2 separate regions of the Sus scrofa genome follow, and region 1 is linked to region 2. Evidence: chromatin contacts called from public HiChIP or PLAC-seq data. All regions are on one chromosome and are shown on one strand. Each heading gives the region's core, a stretch centred on a gene start, on an enhancer-like site or on the middle of the called end of the contact. The rest is flanking DNA. Distances are from core to core; before and after follow the strand shown.

Region 1 (2,700 bases), core at 119-2,618, 53 kb before region 2:
CGGGGGGCAGCCGAGCTCCCTCGGGACGGGAGACAGGGACGAGGGTAAAAGGCGTGAGGGCTGGGCTGGCGCAGCCACTGAGGGGACGTGGGCCTCGAGCTGGAGCCGGGAGTGAAGGTCAAAACCCTTCGGAGCCCCAAGGTCGCAGGGCGTACTCGGCGCAGGCACAGCACACGGAGACCCTCCCGTGCTTCCGAGCCCTTGGCCTAGAGGCAGCAGCAGCGCGAGTGTGCAAAGGTTCGCCTGCAGAGCAGCCCAACAACAGGCGCTGTCTCAGTGGAGCCAGGCGGGCCCAGGAAGGAATCCAGGCAGCCGCCGACGCGGGGACATGGACCGAGCCCGAAATGAGGCGCCCCGCAGGCCACTGAGAGGAAGACACTTACCGAGCACACCAGTCGTGTTTTGTTAAACTCGTGCGCACGGGCCACAGACTGTTACTAAATCCAAAACAAGGTAACCGTCAGTTCTGATTTTCCTTTTTTGGTTCCTAAGTTTCCTACAATAATCACTTATTAATTTTGCGAATATAAGAAAACCAATGTTTCTAACAGATGTGCTCAGAAGCCAGACGTGGCCGAGTCTTGGTGTGAGGCCTGCCCCTGCTTCGCCACAACGACAGGACAACAGCAACGACGACGGGCTGTGTGGCCCCAGGCACTCCCCCCCCCCTTGCTGGGCTTCGCGCCTGCCAGACGGGGCCTGGCCCAGGTGGCATCCGGGGCTCTCCCACCTCTGCTGTTCTGCAGCTCAGTCTCTACCGCGTGCCAGCGCCAAGGGGACCCACGGCAGCCAAGGAAATAGGCCCCTGCAGCGCAGGGGGCTCGTGCCACAGCGGGAGGGCAGGCATCCGAGAGAACCGAGGGCCTGAACCCTCCGGGAGGCAGAGGGGGCACAGCCCAGGAAGGCTTCTTGGAGGAAACAGTACCTGCCTGGCCACAACGCCAGGTAAGGGTTGACCAGGAACAGGAAGACAGAGGCAAGTGTGCAGCCTGGCGATGAGGGGGCGGCAGAGCTTCCCAAGCGGTGCCTGCAATTCTATCTGACAGCAGGGCGAGCCAGGAGAGCTGGGGTGACTGGTGCTGCTCATTCCCAAGGGGCCCCGGTGTCCCACTTCCCATCGATAAGGGCAGCCCCCCTTGCCCAGCAGCTGCAGGGAGTGCCCCCTGCCTCCCACCCAAAGCTGCCCGCCGCTGCCGATGCCTGGGATCGACCGCCCACTTGGGCCACTGGCCTTCCGTCTATGGCATTAAAAACCTTTCAGCATGTGTGCGAATGAGGCAGCCAGCAGAGGGCCAGGACTCTGGGCGGCACAGGCCCTGCGAGAATCTGACACTTTCCCATTAAGAAAAAAAAAGTGCACATACGCTGGACGCTGTTGTAAGAGGCCCAGAGCCCAGGCCCAGGCCCCCAGCCCAGCCGGGACCGAAAGCACTCGGTTAACAGAGCCCGAGAGCTACGCGGGCAGACAAGAGCCACACCCAGCCGCATGCCGCACGCGTCACCTTCCCGTGCCCCGGTTTCCCAATCATTATCCCTGAAGCAAGCAGCTCCTGCTGCTGAACTAGGGTGCACTCAACACGGGGGACACCCGAGCCCACAAAGCAGGTCACGCTCAGGCTCACTCGCTCTCGTCTCTAGCTGCACTGAACCCCCCAAAGCCACACTCTCAGAAGCCAGGCCTTGCCCAGGAGCTGGGTGGAGGGGCAGAGGCCCGACAGAGGCCAGGAGGCTGGGGAGAAGGCCATGCAAAGCCCAGGCCGGGGGTTGGGGGGAGCCTGGGGTTAAGAGACGCAGACTCTGGCCTTTGGAATGGATGAGCAACGCGGGCCTGCTGTGTGGCACTGGGAACTATGTCCAGTCACTTACGATGCAGCCTCATCATGTGGGGAGAAGAGGCTGTACGTGCATAACTGGGTCACCAGGCTGTACAGTAGAAAAAAAATAATGTGCTGGGAAAGCCAAAAAAAATGTATTCGGATCTCTTTAAAAAAAGGAAAAAAGCCCAGGCCTGAGAGAGGGTACAGGAAAAGAGAGGGGGCCACCTGGCCCCCGACCCCCCGGCACAGGGCTGATCGCCCGCACACTGGCCACGGGGACCTCCAGCACGGCAGCCCCTCAAAGGCCCGGCACCAGCCACTCGAGGCCCCTCCACACCACCCTGAGCTCCTGCACCCCTGTGGCTCAAGGCTGGCAAATGCGGGGGGTGGGGGCCTAATGGCCCTGGACCCCCCCAGGCTTCAAGACAGCTGGGGGCTGAGGTCTCAGCACTTCCCCACTGCCTAGGCCTTGCCAGCATCGCCAGCCATTTTGCTAAACTCCCGTCTCGCCCAGCCAGTCACCAGTCTTGGGTGCATCTAAGCCTCGGCAATGAGCTTCCCCTGCCTGGAAGGCCTCCCCTGGCCCCTTGGGACACTTACGCACCCTTTTAGCGTCACCACCTCTCTCAAGTCACCTCCACCCCTCACTCCCTGGCCTCCCCACGTCCACAGTGTGGAAGCTGCAAACCGGGACCCTCAAGCCAAAACAGGAGGCAGGAGCGGGTGTCGGTGTCAGCTGCTGGCGGCCGGGGGGTGTGTGCTCGGCGTCCTAAGAATCGGCTCTTTGTAAAGCTCAAATTCCGACAGCACTTGTCTTCAACTGGAGATTAGTTACCAGTATCCTTTTGCTGCCGGCCTACACCACAGCCGCAGCCACACGGGA
Region 2 (2,700 bases), core at 138-2,637:
AAAAAATGAAAACTTCATCTGTACGAACATGTGATAGATCTTATCGGCTGTCCTGGGATGATGTACACAACGTTGAGTCAAAAAGAAGCGACTGACGTTGGAGAGAATATCACCTCATTTACGTAAGACGGTATATCACACGCTGAAAACACAGGAATATATTAAGTATAGATAGTTACCTCTGCAACGATGCTCCAATTTGACGACAGAAAAAAGAACTTAGAGATGACTTTTACTTTTTGCTACCCACTTTTTTTTTTTTTTTGGCCACACTTGCAGCATGCAGAAGTTCCCAAGTCAGGGAACTGAACTCGTTTACCCCTGCAGTGACAGTGATGAGTCCTTAACCCAATGCACCACAAGGGAAATCCTGAAATCCCTTTCCTTTTGGGGGGGGGTAGTCTTTTTAGGGCTGCATGGGCAGAACAGGAGTTTCCCAAGCTAGGGGTCGAATCAGAGCTACAGCTGCCATCCTACACCACAGCCACAGCAACACCAGATTTGAGCCACATCAGAGACCTACTACAGCTTGCAAGTGATGCCGGATCCTCAACCCACTGAGCAAGGCCAGGGATTGAACCCACATCCTCATGGATGCTAGTCAGGTCTGCTGAGCCATAACGGGAACCCCCTGAAATCCCTTTCTTTAAAAGAGAAATCAGGAGTTCCAAAAAAAAAAAAAAAAAAAAAAAAAAAAGAAAGAAAAAAGAAAGGAGTTCCCATTGCGGTTGAGCAGCTTAAGAACCTGACTCCTGACTAGTATCCATGGGATGCCGGGATTCGATCCCTGATCTTGCTCAGTGGGTTAAGGACCCAGCGTAGCTGCAAGCTGCGGAGTAGGTCACGGAATGTGGGTTGGATCTGGTGTTGCTGTGGCATAGGGTGGCAACTGCACCTCTGACGTGACCCCAGCCCAGGAATTTCCACATGCCACAGGTGCCATGAATAATAATACTAAAAGAAAAATCAAAACGACGTCTTTGATAATGTGGTAAGGATTAAATGGATCAATGGCTATCGGTCGCTTATCCCGGCCTCGTACATAACGACAAGTACTGAATAATTTACTCCTATTTTGCCCAGAACACAGCGGATGAGACTTTCACCGCTGCTGCTGTTCGCCTCCGCGCCACGCGGTGCGCTGTCGCCTCCGGGCTGGCCGGGCCGGGGACGGGGCGCCGGACGTTCGTCTAGCTGCGGCCTCCGCCATCCCGGACGCAGGCCCGCTCCACCCACCCAGTGCGGCTGCTTCGTGCAGCTTTAGAAGCCGACGCGCTCGCTGGGACACCGAGCCCCTTACCTCCTCAGGCGCCCCACTGAATCAACCGTATTCTCGAGGGCGTCTTCATCTCGGAAACGCTAAAGTCGGCGTCTTCCGGAGCAGCCGGCCTCGCCCCGTGACCTCAGACGTTCACTTCCGGGGATACGGACGTGACCCGTCGCCCCGCCTCCTCCCACTCTCTCTTTCCGGTGGCGGAGTCTGAAGGCGACGCGCAGGTAGGCTCCCTGGGCCGGGACAATCGAGCGGCATCCTGCGGCCTGGGGGCCCAGCGAGATTCGGGGCGCGGGCCTGAGGTTTTGCCGCGAAAGCCAAGCCAGGTGCGGGGCGGGAGGCGCGCGGCGGGTCGATGCAGACTCTGGTTGGCGCTGTCTCGGAGGCGGAGGTTTTGGCTCGGAACCGCCTGTAACGCGGGGTCCGCTCGGGGCCGGGCCCAGGGGCACAGCCACCTCCGCCGGGCCACGGCGGGGGGCGGGGAGGAGCGGGAACGTCGTCCCGGGAGCGAGCCTCGGGTCTCCCGCTTGTTTTCGGTCTGGGAAGTTGGGGTAATTGCCGCACGGGTCCCGTGGGGTCTTGGGACGGATTCGGGGCGGGAAGGCAGGGGACGCGGCCCCTTCGTGGGCGGTTCCTGGATCAGTGATGCCAGGGCGGGCGCTGCACGTGGCGGCTGCAGGGCGGCGTCGAAGCCGGGAAGGGGCCGCAGCCGCTGGGGAGGCCGCGCGGCCTGGGGGGCGGCCGAGCGAGTGCGCGCGCCCGCGCTCCTTCCCGGAGCCGGGGCTGTTCCTCTGCCGCAGAAATGGCACCGCGCAAGGGGAAGGAGAAGAAGGAGGAGCAGGTCATCAGCCTCGGCCCGCAGGTGGCTGAAGGGGAAAACGTGTTCGGCGTGTGTCACATCTTCGCGTCTTTCAATGACACTTTCGTCCATGTCACCGATCTCTCGGGCAAGTGAGTATCAGGAGAGGCCCAGGCCCCCGCTCGCAGGGCCTGGGGTTAGAAGGGGGGGAAGGGACCCCGGGGCTGGGCGGCAGGTGGAGGGTCTCTTGTGAGAATTGGAGCGAGCGTTCACTCAAGGAAGGTGTGGCCTCCGGGTCCCGGGGTGTAAGAGGAGGCACGTGTGTCCCTCAGCGGCTTCCCAGCCTGGGGGGGGTCTCTAAACCCTCGGGGTGTCCTGGCACTTACAGGGGCGCTGGTGGCCTGGCGTCACCCCGGCGGCAGGTCTCGCTGTCTCGGCTGGCTGTCCTCGTGTGCAGGGGTTGGAGCGGCCGGTGCGGCGGGTCACACGTGTCTCAGGCCTCTGGAGCCTGTCCCCGCAGAGCTCGCGGCTTTCCGGTCCCCGGCGGGGACGCCTGCCGGCCCCGAGCGGCGGTGCGTCTGTTGGGGCCTGACGGACACTCTGCAGCCTCGCGGGTGAGAGAGGACCC

What was found. HiChIP or PLAC-seq counts read pairs in DNA pulled down with a chosen protein or histone mark.
Region 1: a contact with region 2 is called in an H3K27ac HiChIP or PLAC-seq map of alveolar macrophages. The contact joins the enhancer-like site here to the promoter of NDST1 in region 2. A contact is called at or near these places in 1 of 5 promoter capture datasets (liver), 14 of 47 Hi-C or Micro-C datasets (alveolar macrophages, brain, embryonic fibroblasts and 6 more) and 2 of 2 datasets of contacts at active chromatin or transcription factors (alveolar macrophages and skeletal muscle).

The regions. Positions count from the first base shown.
Region 1 is chr2:151,485,904-151,488,603 of Sscrofa11.1, reverse strand. The region is part of intron 1 of NDST1 (bifunctional heparan sulfate N-deacetylase/N-sulfotransferase 1); the gene reads right to left. Among named protein-coding and RNA genes, the nearest start is that of RPS14, 53 kb to the right of the region's middle. Within about 2 kb of position 1,368, at least 13 of the 83 cell types and tissues checked have an H3K27ac peak or open chromatin away from gene starts, as enhancers often do. A contact at or near this core is called in alveolar macrophages, retroperitoneal adipose tissue and skeletal muscle, where this site is marked.
Region 2 is chr2:151,432,612-151,435,311 of Sscrofa11.1, reverse strand. It overlaps NDST1 (bifunctional heparan sulfate N-deacetylase/N-sulfotransferase 1), which reads right to left and starts at 1,387. Exons shown (of 15, transcript XM_021085025.1): 1 at 1,301-1,387. RPS14 (40S ribosomal protein S14) reads left to right here and starts at 1,361. Exons shown (of 5, transcript XM_021085027.1): 1 at 1,361-1,497; 2 at 2,074-2,224. The coding sequence starts at 2,076.